Linked DNA regions of Zea mays: region 2 is linked to region 1. Evidence: chromatin contacts called from public Hi-C data. All regions are on one chromosome and are shown on one strand. Each heading gives the region's core, a stretch centred on a gene start, on an enhancer-like site or on the middle of the called end of the contact. The rest is flanking DNA. Distances are from core to core; before and after follow the strand shown. Region 1 holds the start of LOC100383852 (Transducin/WD40 repeat-like superfamily protein). Region 2 holds the start of LOC100273492 (P-loop containing nucleoside triphosphate hydrolase superfamily protein).

Evidence for each region. A called contact is a pair of places that touch in the nucleus more often than the background predicts.
Region 2: a Hi-C map of ear shows a contact between it and region 1, with 3 times the contacts expected there. The contact joins the promoter of LOC100273492 here to the promoter of LOC100383852 in region 1. A contact is called at or near these places in 7 of 25 Hi-C or Micro-C datasets (ear, leaf and tassel) and 1 of 3 datasets of contacts at active chromatin or transcription factors (leaf).

Annotation. Positions count from the first base shown.
Region 1 is chr4:177,079,505-177,086,244 of Zm-B73-REFERENCE-NAM-5.0, forward strand. LOC100383852 (Transducin/WD40 repeat-like superfamily protein) reads right to left here and starts at 2,060. Exons shown (of 3, transcript NM_001176482.2): 1 at 1-2,060. The coding sequence starts at 1,834.
Region 2 is chr4:177,206,830-177,212,787 of Zm-B73-REFERENCE-NAM-5.0, forward strand. It overlaps LOC100273492 (P-loop containing nucleoside triphosphate hydrolase superfamily protein), which reads left to right and starts at 3,448. Exons shown (of 6, transcript NM_001320081.1): 1 at 3,448-4,221; 2 at 5,357-5,512; 3 at 5,595-5,702; 4 at 5,901-5,958. The coding sequence starts at 3,598.

The sequences.
Region 1 (6,740 bases), core at 810-3,309:
ATCCACCAGTTGAAGACTTGTTTCCTATACCCGATAACTGACTATTGCATGACTCCTCAGTTTCTTCCTGTAACATCATGGATGACTTGTTTTCCTGATCATCAAATTCTTCTAGCTCCTCTGTAGCAAGCAATTCAACTTCATCCTTATGATTGGGAGCAACTGGATTCTTTGTGCTACCTTGACTTGATGTCTTGCTGGTAGCATCTGCTACTTCACATATTTTATTCTTTTCCAATTTCTTAGCTCGACGATCCTTGAAGAAATCATTTTCTTCCCCATCTAAAGAAGCCAGAAACTCCATGGCTATACTGTTCTCATCATCGCCAGGATCAGATGCGGCAGGTCTTGTTTTTCCACTACAATCTTTTTTTGCATCCACAGATAACTCCTGTTGAGTAGAAGTTGAAGATATGCGACCCCTCAACAATTTGTGGTGTGGAAAGAACCTTGCCTCCAGCTCATCAGCATTCAAGCCTTTTCCAGCTTGCTTCAGGTTACCTGGCTTTGTTATGGTACATTTTTCAGCTGTTTCAGGGTGAGAGCTCTCACATTCACTGCTATCTGCAGTACCCAGCTGTATCTTATTATCATCCTTTACATGAGAAATTGCCTTCTCAATGGCAGTGATTTCCTTCTGGATATTTGACAAGATCTGTTTTGGCTCATTCGGGTTGTTCTCATCAAGCATTTCTTTGGTTTTCTTGATATCGGTAGCAATCTTCTGAACCCTCCCTTCCAGCGCGGCTAGTTTCTCATGTAATTTGCTTGGGTACCTGTTCATAGCAGACACGGGTTTTGCTGACCCTCCCTCCCCACCTGCAGCCACTTTCTCAAAAACTCCTATCCTGTCTGCCAATTTTACCTTTTCTTCCTGCTTCCTGCCCTCTTCATTATTCTTTTGCTGTTTCCTTATTGGATCAGGGACATCATTTGAATTCACCACATGGACAGTGAAAACAGGGATGACAGAAGTCTTGCCTATATCGTCATCCTTCTGGATGGCACAACATTCCACAGATTTGGAAGCAGCCTCTCCTGGATCAGCCTTTTTGGTATTCATCTCCTTCATCAATTTATTGGGCCCCTCTTTCTTCATATTGATTTCTTCAGCTGCCTTTACCTTTGAATCAGAGCCCTTTATTTGCCCACCAACATCTTCACATTGCTTCTTCATATTAGTCACGAATGCATTTGTTTTCCCTTTGTTCTCATCACATTGCTTCAACACATTCACACAAAAGCTATCTCTTTTCCCACCGATCTGCTTGGCCTTTGCATCAAAGCTCTCCCTTTTCCTGCCAATCTCATCAGTCTGCTTCCCCTTGGCATCAAGGTCACCTCTTTTCCTGCTGATCTCATCCGACCCCTTCGCCTTCGCATCAAACCTCGCCCTTCTACCAGTGTCATCACTACCAGCGCCAGCACTCCCTCTCCTAGCCTCGGAGGCCCTGGATCCAACAACACTAATCGACCTCCTCCCTTTCTCTACAGAAGAAGCCCTGATCCCACCACTGACGCTCCGCCGCAAGCCTGCCTCCACCACGGGATCCTTACTGATGGAAGTCCTCCCCGGCAGCACGGGAGCCCTGAGGGTGGAGGCGAGCTTGGAGGAGTCCACCGAGCTTTGGATCCTGCTGGCCCGCGGGAGCGACGACGTGGACCACCGCACGGCGGAGGTGGGCTTGGACGGCTTGGACGCCGTGTTCTCCTTCCCGGCGGCGGCGGTCGTCTGCCGGGCGGATGACGAAATGGAGAAGGGCTTCGGGGTGAGCGGGCGGGTGGCCGCGGCCGTGGCCCTGCCGCCGCCGCGATCCTTGAGGCGGGAGGACATAGCGGGAGGGGATGCAGTGCTAGGGTTTGGGGGATCCGGGGATTCGGGGAAGATGGGGCGAGAGGAAAGGTCGCTCTGATTTGGATTTGGGATTGCTTGATTGATTGATTTGAAAATTAGGGGAAGGGTTGTTTCAAATTTCGAGATTGTTTGAGCGGGAGTGTTTGAGGTGGGACTGTAGTGCTGGGCCCATCTGCAGTTCTCGAGATAGCCCCGTATGGAAGAGAGAAGAAAACAAGTTCCAAGGGGTCTACACTATTTTTTTTTGTCGATAACAAAAAAATAGAGTTGTGGAGTATCGGGGTCCGGGTACCCGGATTATACCTCTAAACATGATTAATATCTAACTAAAAAATCATAAGACAAATTTTTCAAGGTCAAGAAAGGATGAGCCACGATTCGTTCGAGACCCCACTCGACGGTCGCTCAAAACTCCGTCTGGTCCGAGCCTGTCCTCGAGCAAGAGTAGCACTCTGGGAAATCCTCGTCTTGCCCGAGGTTTCCTATTCACGAAATGGCGGTTTCCGCCTCGCCCGAGTCCATCTCGGACAAGGGACAACCCCGAGCCCCGACTTGCACAAAGGTCACGGGAACCGTGGAGATATGAGCATTTAATGTGAATACCAACCCCACGTGACGCCGCAGTTAAACAGGATGCGATGGGACCGCTGTCCCATCCACTTTCACCAACTATAATGATGCACGCCCGGGAATAACGGACACTGCCCCCACGCCGTCTATTGTGTTCAAACAACTCTGGATGGGACGTGCATACTTCAGAGCATGGTCTCACCCTCGGGAGGGAACTCCACCTCGCCCAAAGTCGGTCTCAACCTCGGAGAAAACTCCACCTCCCATGAACTCGGTTTCGGCAAACTGCCCCGGCAACAACTCCTGAATCTCGCAGGAGGCCACTCCGACAACTATAATAACCCCTCCTTGTATGACTACATGCCCCGAGCTCCGTCTCATCCGAGTCTGACCTCGGCCTAGATAACATCGACCAAAGGACGTCACCAACTCCTCCGCGAAGGCTGCCGGCAATGGGATGGCTACAGGACCGACGTCAAGTCTACTTTACGCCATACGGGACGAATTATCATGCGCTTTTCACCATACTTACCACTGTTTCAACCACTACGACTCAGACAACACCTCCATTAGACAGGCACGGGTACGCGTCTGAGCCCCAGATCCTGGTCTCGACTCTCTATTTGGTCAAGACGCAAATACAGGGACCGGACGTCCACCTCCTGGTTCAAGTCAACAGCAAATACGAAGGTCATACCGACGATCATACCGGCTACAGGGACTCAGACTCGTCTCCTCTCCCATGCACGACAAACCGTGGCGCTCCTGGGAACACTCCTTGAGGCTATAAATAGGAAAATCTAGGGCTTCATTCGGGGAGAACACTTCACCGATTTTCACCCTCCACAGCGATATTGACACTTGCCTCAATCAACAGGGAGTTGGGAACCTCTCCGTCTCTAGATCGGCTTGTATCCCCTACTACAAGCACCTACGTGCAAGTAATATAAGTCTCATCCACCCTCTGCTGGAAGTAGGACCATCTCTTGCCCAAACCAGGATAAAGATTGTGTCTACTTGCATCACCATCTGGATCAGGACACACAATACTAATTCACTAGTTGATAGGACCCTCGGGTCAAAACACCAACAAGAGTCCTTCAGTTCATTAAATTTAACTAAACAAATGAAAATAGTAGGATTATTAAAAAATATAAATTAGTGCATTATTGTTTTTGGCGCTAGGAATGAATAAGGGCAAGTGTAGATCCACTAATAGTATTTTACTAATATAAGTAGCAGCAAAATTTAGTCAAAAAATTTTAAGTATATACATACATACATATGCATATATATAGTTTATATATTAAGAGCCCTGGGCTTCCAATAATAGAGGAAGCCCAGGCTAGTCAATATGCGCATTTGGGTTGAACCACACCGGGTCAACAGTTCCCAGTCACGGCGCCGTTACACCGTTTCCCCCGTCAGCCCAGCCACGTCTCCCACGTTTCCGGTTTCTAAAACCGTCTTCGCGCAATCAACTGAGGCAAACCCGCGCCGATAGGAAGAAAACCCCAGTGGCCGCAGTCTTTCCTTTCGTCTGAGGCGACTCGCCAGGCGATTTCCGCTGCTCCAATCCAGCGCCGCTCCAATCCAGCGCCGTTCCAATCCAGCTGGCCTCCTTCAATCTCTGAGCATTGGAGCCCGATTCAAGAAGTTCTAGGTAATCCAACTTGAAATACATCGAGTTTGTCATCGATTTTTTGAAGCATTTTTGTCGATTGAAGTGGATTTGATTGTAACACTTATTCTTTAGCTAAATGTGTGATTTGTATCCGTTTATACATCTCTCTAATCGGGTCATTGCAATGCTCATTGCATCTCTCTTTTGTTCAGGAGCCCCGATCTTAGAGCATCTGCATTTCTTCTAGATCCCCTGTATCGCTCGACATTCATAGATCTAGACAAAGGCTGTGGATCAGGTATTTATTGATGAGTTTGCAGAGAGTACCTTTACACAACCCAAGTAACACATATATGCTTATTGTATTTGATATATATGCATATCCTCAGTACTGTTTATGCACATTCACTTGAATCATTTGTTTACACATCTGTTTTATTATATATGCATATCGTCAGTACTCTTTATGCACATTTACTTGAATCGTTTGTTTTCACATCTATTTTATTATCAAATATGCTTATTGTATTTGATATATATGCATATCCTCAGTACTGTTTATGCACATTCACTTGAATCATTTGTGTACACATCTGTTTTATTATATATGCATATCCTCAGTACTGTTTATGCACATTTACTGAATCATTTGTTTACACATCTATTTTATTATATATAAAATATACTTATTGAATTTGATATATGCATATTAGAAGTACTGTGTATGCTCATTTGTACAGATGTTTATGAACATTGCACAATATAATAAGCATATTTGCATTGTTCTATTTACTTGAATCTGTAGTTTACACTCCTATTTATTATATATAAATACATACAGATACTGTTATTTAAGCAAAAGTTATTTAAATATTCATGTCTGGATATGAGCTAAATGTGTATATTACTACGAACCAGCTATTAAAATATGTTGTATAGTTAGTTGATGCAAAAAGGCTCTTATTTTATCATGATCCATTTACAATTATATGAAATATTAAATTAATCTTTATGTTTATATATAACCATTGTTCATTAAATGCTGTCACATAAATGTAAAAGGTAGTTTAAGTTATGTAATTCCATTTAGCATTATGTAGTATGCATTGTAGATAGTTATAGTAAAAATTAGATTTTTTTGGCATATATTCATGAATAAATCACTGTATTTAAAAACAACTTTTTTCGACAGATTTATTCAATGTTTAATCATGAAATCTGTTGATCGCCCTCCAAGTAATCCAAAAAGATTAACCATTGAATCCAGTCAGGAGGTTTTTTCAATTGACATTTCCAGACGTACAAGATCTAGCAGCTCAGCTCACCAAGATGATAATCCACATAATCAGAAGCAGAATGAGCCACAACCAGCTCCAGTCCATCGTTTTCACAGAAAGGCTTTAGCTTGTCGTGTAAAAAGAAAACCTCCTGCTCCATCCACACTGTCCGACGACGATTTCATGGATGCTCCATCGTTGAAGCGCCAATTCAGATCTGCCTCACCTTCCCCTTTAGAAAACAATAGTGCAAAGAAGATAAAAGTCCCTTCTCCACAAGTTCCGAGTGTGAAAAGAAGTCTAAAGTCTAATATCATTACAAAAAAAGCTCTCCTAAACAGAAGACTTCTAGAAAATCCCAGGTACTATGTATATATTTCTGTTTATTCATGTGTTAATTTTGGTGCCCAATCAATTTTGTATTTTCCCCCACTTTACATTTATGTGTATTATTATCTCAAAGTATGCTGTTTATTTTTTTAGTGTTGTAGACTAGTTATTTACAAGCATGTAATAAATATCACTTGTATGTAAATATAGTACCCTTAGTTTTAACAATATATATACTTTGTGTATTAATGCATATTCATTTATGCTTTCAGAAATTGAATATCTGCTGCATTCCTTATGATGTTATTGTCTCATCTTGGATAATGAGCAATCGGCAGCGCGATGCTGTCGCTAGATTGAGATTTTCTAGTATATTTGATTTGCGAACTGATGCCTTGGAGAGCAGATCTCTCATCAGGTGGTTGATGGATAAATTGGATCCACATGACATGACCATACGCCCAGGGGCTGGCAAGGAACTGAAGATAACAAAAGAGACGGTTCGTCTGATTTTGGGTTTGCCATGTGCTGGAGGAGGCAGGGAGTTTACTGATTGGTACGGTGAAGTGGATGTTGCTGCAAAACTGAGTCGTGATCTCAATGCTGGTAAAGAAGAATTTGATGTTGTCAAGCTTCAGGACAAGATAGTGCTTGACAATGATGATGAGTTATCAATCAGATGCTTTTTCTGATTCTATTCAATCGACTTATGTTTCCTTCTGCTTCATGGGGCATTACAAACAATGAGGTACTAATGACTTCAAACATGGCCCGAATGACTGATATTGACTGGTGTCAACTAGTTTACACGGATTTGTGTGATGCTGCCACACATTGGCATAAAAGGAACAAAACAAACATCACAGCAACAATATATGGATGTTCACTCATTGTTCTAGTAAGTAATTCTTTTGTTTACTCTGCATATATATGATATGCAAATATTTGTTATGTACTAATTTTATATATTTTTGCATTCTTTTTTCAGATTTACTATCTTGATCACTTACATCACCCTGCATCTCCTGATAACAAATATGGTACTCCCCGGATTAAGTTTTTTGATAATGAGACCATAAGAGAG
Region 2 (5,958 bases), core at 2,198-4,697, 130 kb after region 1:
GTGGACGAGGTGTTACAATAGTAAGTGACATGCTATTTCATATGTCATCCACCCTTAAATGATGATAAAAGTTGATTTTCCTATATCAATTGCACGTGCTAATGCTATAGGCCACATTAAATAATGGAAAAATTCCATATTTGTCATCATCATATTTTATACTTATTCACTGTGTGCTATTGATTGGCTTATAGCATGTGGGGTTAGTGACACACAAGGAATGGTTATAATTTTCGATGGCACACATGGAATTGCTTAAATAACTAACGTAGGCCTATATAAATTCTAACTATAAGAGAAAAATACAAATATCGCAAATGCTAACTCTACGAGATATATCAAGGAATTTTTTAGGTACAAATACATTCCAATTTTTTTAGTCGTTAGCTGACTTATAATTAGCTCTAAAAGTTTGGAGCATGCCCTAACTATAAACAAAACGCTGATAAAACTCTCGTTAAACTGGCCGTAGCACCAGGGATCACAGGCCAACATCTTTTTTACTCACTATCCTCTCCTTTTCCCCCTCTCTTTTCTTTGCGAATGCTGTTATGAATGGTGTGACAGCAAGAGTGTTGGTAAAGGCATATATACTCTTATCCACTACTAGCTCCCTTTTTTGATTATCCGTGATCTGCCACTCCGCTCCACTCCCGTGTCTCGTGGTGTAGTATAATAAGTAGATAAATAAAACAAAGAAAAATCTCCTCATCGACGTACGAACGTATCCATCAAATGCTCTTTATTGAACATTGTGGACAACCAGTCTTCTATCCATAGAATAAACAATTGTCTGAATCCTATTGTTTAAGTGTACTAGAGCTTATAGTTAGCTGGTTAAAAATTGCTAATGAAATTAGCTAGCTAACAAATAAATAACTAACTATTTACCAATTTACTAAAAATAATTAATAGCTAAATTATTAGCTAAACTGTTTAAATATGTTCAACTAATTTTATCAACTAACTATTAGCTCTAGTACATTAAAATACAGCTAATTATTAGCTGTAGCGCATTCAAACATAACCTAATTATTAACCACTCTCTCTATTCTGAGATAGTAACTCGTGTTGTTTCTCCCCCGTAAGTAGCAGGTTACAAGTTTAATGAGTTGATTAGTTTTCATTTTGATCAATATAAAAAATAATATATTAATATGAGAACCCTAATCATCCTACTGTTGTCCTCCGTCTGGCTAAACAGCTAGTAAGAAATTGTATTCACAATTCTGTATAGACAACATGCCTGTCGCTGTTACTAGCAATGAAGCTGCACCAGATCGCGCGCTCAACCAGCGCTGAAGTCGCCGGTCGTTCGGCGGTCCTTCGCGGACAAATCGCCTCCATCCCCGGCCCGCCCGAACCAAACCAAACCAAACCCGGCGCCATTCACTGGTCGTCGCCGACTCGCCGGACGAGTGCTTCGGATTAAGTCTTATCCTATCCGATTGGGCTCGGTGCCTGCCGAGCCGATGCGGCACGGCAGCAGCATGGTACGGGCCCGGCGTCATCAGCCACTCGGCAGAGATCGGATGCTTCTGTCCCTGCTGAGATCTGGGATCAGCATTAGGCTGATCTCCTTGCTGCAGGACTGGAGCAGAGCAGGGCCAGGGCGGGCACACCGCGCACAGACACAGCTGGAGGGAAATTGGCGCCAATAGCTCCGCTGTTACTGCTCGTGTGCCCCCCTTAGGGCTTGTTCGCTTTCCTCTCAATCCATATGGATTGGGTGGGATTGGATGGGTTTAAATCACAAACAAGTCAAAATCCTTCATATTTTTTTCCAATCCCATCCAATCCATATGCGACAGGAATAACCGAACAAGCCCTTAAGTGCGTCCACGTCAGCCGCACAGCGTTCATCAGGGGTGAAACTGGACCACTGTCCTACGTGTAACGGGGACCGTGATGCAGTATATACTAGTTTAGAAGATGTGTGGCAGTAACTGCCTGTGTGTGGCCTGGGACTGGTCCCCACTCCCCCAGTGGCAGCGGCGCTCTCGCCTCAGCTCATCGGCAGATCTGCTCATGTGACCATGCGTGCCTTCTCCTTCCTTCCATGATGAGCAGGCAGGCAGGCAGACATGCCAGGCGAGCAGGAGCAGGACAGCTGCTGAGCCCCGGCTGATGCTGCTGGGCCAAGCTTTTGCATCGTCTATATTCCTATTCGCCTTCATCAGCACCAGACAGCGGGCGACCCCAAAGCGTCACGCAGTAAACAGACTGGCGATGAGCTGTTTGCCGCCGGGTTAGTAGTTTATCAAAAGTGTGGCGTTTCTATGATGTGTTTGGTTTTAAGTCAAAATAGAATGAGTCCTGGGGCGACAACGTCCCCTCGATTTTTTATACCATGATGTCACAAAAAATTGCTCCAGTGTTCACTTCATTTTCACGTGACTCTTATCCAAACACTATAAAAAATATGGCCGCCCCTTCCATTCTTCTTGTATGTCCAACCAAACACACCTTTATTATTATAGGCTATGGAAAGGAGCGTCTGTGATGTCTTATGAATTGCGATGATGATGATAGCCTACGCGCTGATTATGCCAAGTACAGTAACGAGCGCCCGTGGGCTTATTTAGGTACCAAAATGAAAGGAAAAGGGGGCTTTTGTGGGCTCTATGTTGGGCCTTAGGGTCCAGCGACATTGTATGCGTGTTAGCATGTTTTAGGCCCTGTTTGGCACAGCTTATTTTCAGCTTCTTCACAAATTTAAGCAGAGGTTCTGCCAAACAGGCAGCTTCTGCAGCAGCTTATCAGTTCAGCTGCTTCTCAGAATACACTAAAAGCAGCCAATAAGCAGAAGCTGCTTTTCACCAGCTTCTCAGATAAGCTGCTTTTTCAACAAGCACCAGCTGTGCCAAACAGGGCCTTAGACTTGGATTATGACGTTAGACGGGCGGAGCTCTAGGTTCCCTATCTCCCTAGGCTGCGTCCTCTGGTTAATTGGCACTGTTCTCTCCGGATGTTCTTTTTAATTTCACAAGTTCGGTGCGTGTAAGACGTTATCGGCGTTCAATTATCATGCGTATTCAGTGTTAGAAGTTAACGGACTCACCAGAGCAGTGCACGTGTGTTTCGCAGTACTCCAGACCAGCTGGAAATTAATTTCAAATTCAGATTAGATTTGCAGCATCTAAATGCCAATTACTCCTACTTGTTAATTACTGTCCTTACTAACAAGTGTACACAGTTCTTAACCCGCACCGCAAATTATACAGCGGCACCCCGCCACGCGCGCAGCACACATCTCGTGATCCCTCACCCTCTGCCTCCTCCAGTCCAGCTTGCCTTCAAAACAAAAAGGGTCCAAACCAGGCTACAGTTACAGCTGCACGGCTACTGCACAGCCGCAGCGCCCGGACCCCAAACGGCTACTCCGATTTCAAATCCCTTCCCCTTCTCCCCCCCGGCTTCCAATCTCCACCGCGCTCCCTCCTCCATCTCTCGCCTCGCCGCGTCCCCTTCCTCTCCACGGGCTCCCACGAACCATAGAGCTCGCCCGTCTACGGAGCACGGGCTCACCAGCAGCGGATCCCCAGGTCGTACCTGCTCCCGAAACCCTAGCTCAGCTGATCCCACACACACACCCCGATGGCGCCGCCGCCCACCCCGCCTACACGTCCGGCGCCGGCGCCTCAGGCCACGGGCGCGACCGCGACGCCCCTCAGGACGCCCGCGTCCAAGCACCGTCTCCACTTCCCCGCCGCCACCCCGAGGAACGCCAACCACGGCGGCGCCACGGAGCACCCGGTCGAGGTGATCGGCCGCATCCGGAACCTCGCCTCGGGTGTCTCGTCCGCGCTGGAGTTCGCGGGCGGCGGGACGGCCGTGCGCGTGCGCGGCGACGCCGGCGGGTGCCGCGACTTCACCCTCGACGGCGTCTCCGTGTCGGAGGAGGAGGACCTCGAGGGGTTCTACCGCCGGTTCGTGCGCTCCAGGATCCAGGGCGTCCGGGTCGGCGCCAAGTGCACCGTCATGGTCTACGGGCCCACGGGGTCCGGGAAGAGCCACACCATGTTCGGCTGCGCCAGGCAGCCCGGGATCGTGTACCGTGCCCTCAGGGACATCCTGGAGGGAGGCGGAGGTAGCGAAGGCGACTCTGCAGAGGATGACGCCGGCCTCTTCGTTCAGGTCGCGGTGCTGGAGATCTATAACGAGGAGGTCTACGATTTGCTCGTGGGCAGCGGGGCCGCTGCTAAAGGAAACGCCCCCAAGGTGATCTACGCTGGCTATTTTTCACATGGCACGCTTTAGTTTGCTGATTATGTGCGTGCAATTTGAGCTCTAATGTGGTTTCAAATGTGAATTCCAATTTGCTGGTCTGGTAGTATACTTTATTAGGAATCTGCTCCAGAATAAGTAATTGGTGCTTTTCAGTGCGATATAGTGAATCTAAACTGAATCAGGTACTGTAATTGTAACCCTGATAAACCAAAATATTTTGTATTAGGCGCTATTCTTAGGTACTACTAGTACTGTTTTCTCGGTATTCAGCTGGCAAGTCGCACGAACTGATAATGAAGTGCTCATAAGACATAACATGAATTAAACAGAAAAGATCTTAAATTGTCTAGATACTTTTCACGGGCTGTGATTTTTTTGTTGTTTATCTCTACTATATTAAAGTATCAGTTTTCTTGGTTCCACGGTTTGAACCATCGTTGTGCCCCCACATTTAAGTTGAAAAAATGTAAAATTATGCACAAATTAGAATTTGAACCATGGTTGTTGACTCTAAACCCACGTTTACACTTACCTAGCCAACAGAACACACATGTCTTTATGTTTTATACTTTATATACTTAAATATAAATAAAAACCTTTGCTAGTGTGTTGTAAATGCGAGTTGGTTAGGTGGTATGAATAGCACTCCTAAGGTCCTGCATTCGACTCCCCGTGGGAGCGAATTTTTAGGCCGTGGTTAATAAAATCCCATCGTCTGTTCCACGACAAAGCACAGGTCTAAGGCCCGGCCTTGGTCGCAGTCGTTCTCACATGGGCTACAGTACCGGTGTGTATGGGTGTGACAGGGGTTCGGAGGTTTTCTCGACTTGTGTGAGAAGGTCTAACGTCGTGGGGCCGGTCTTACCCCACAGGTCGAGTTTTTTTATGTGGCCAGTATTTCAGATTGTCATTTGGCACTGAAATTGTAATATTTTATTGGGATTGTATCCTGAACATCCCAGGTTTTAATTAGGAAGTGCTCACAAGTCACAAGTTATAATTTGAAATGCGAGAGCAAATTTCAAGATTATGAATGTTGTCATTCATTTGTTCTGTCAATGTAAATTTATGGATTGATGTAAATCAGTGTATCGTTGAAGCCTCACAGTTCTGTATCTATGGACAGGCGAGACTAGAAGTAATGGGGAAGAAAGCTAAGAATGCAACCTATATATCTGGAAATGAACCTGGAAGGATATCAAGAGAAGTTTCTAAAGTTGAAAAGCGAAGAACTGTGAAGAGCACACTTTGTAATGAGAGAAGTTCACGGAGCCATTGCGTGGTTTGTTGCATTCAGCCACCAGCACTGTCAGCATTCATTTTTAAAAAATCAAGCTTTTTCACACTATGCTTTGCATCTATAGATTATCCTGGATGTCCCAGCTGTGGGAGGAAGGTTGATGCTTGTGGACATGGCTGGATCTGAAAACATAGAAGCAGCAGGTCAAACGGGATTTGAAGCCAAGATGCAGGTGTGTTATGCAACAGATTCTTGTATGCTTTAGCATCTATGTGTTCCAAACTTCCAATTGCATTCTGAACAATTGCTTCCAAGGAGTGTATTTAATAGATCGTTTGACACTGATCTTGCCACATGAGTTGTACCACTCTTAAAAGCCTATAATATTTTATTACATGTGCAATCTATAATGTCGCTAAATTTTCCACAGACAGCAAAAATCAACCAAGGGAACACTGCTTTGAAGCGAGTGGTTGAATCTATAGCTA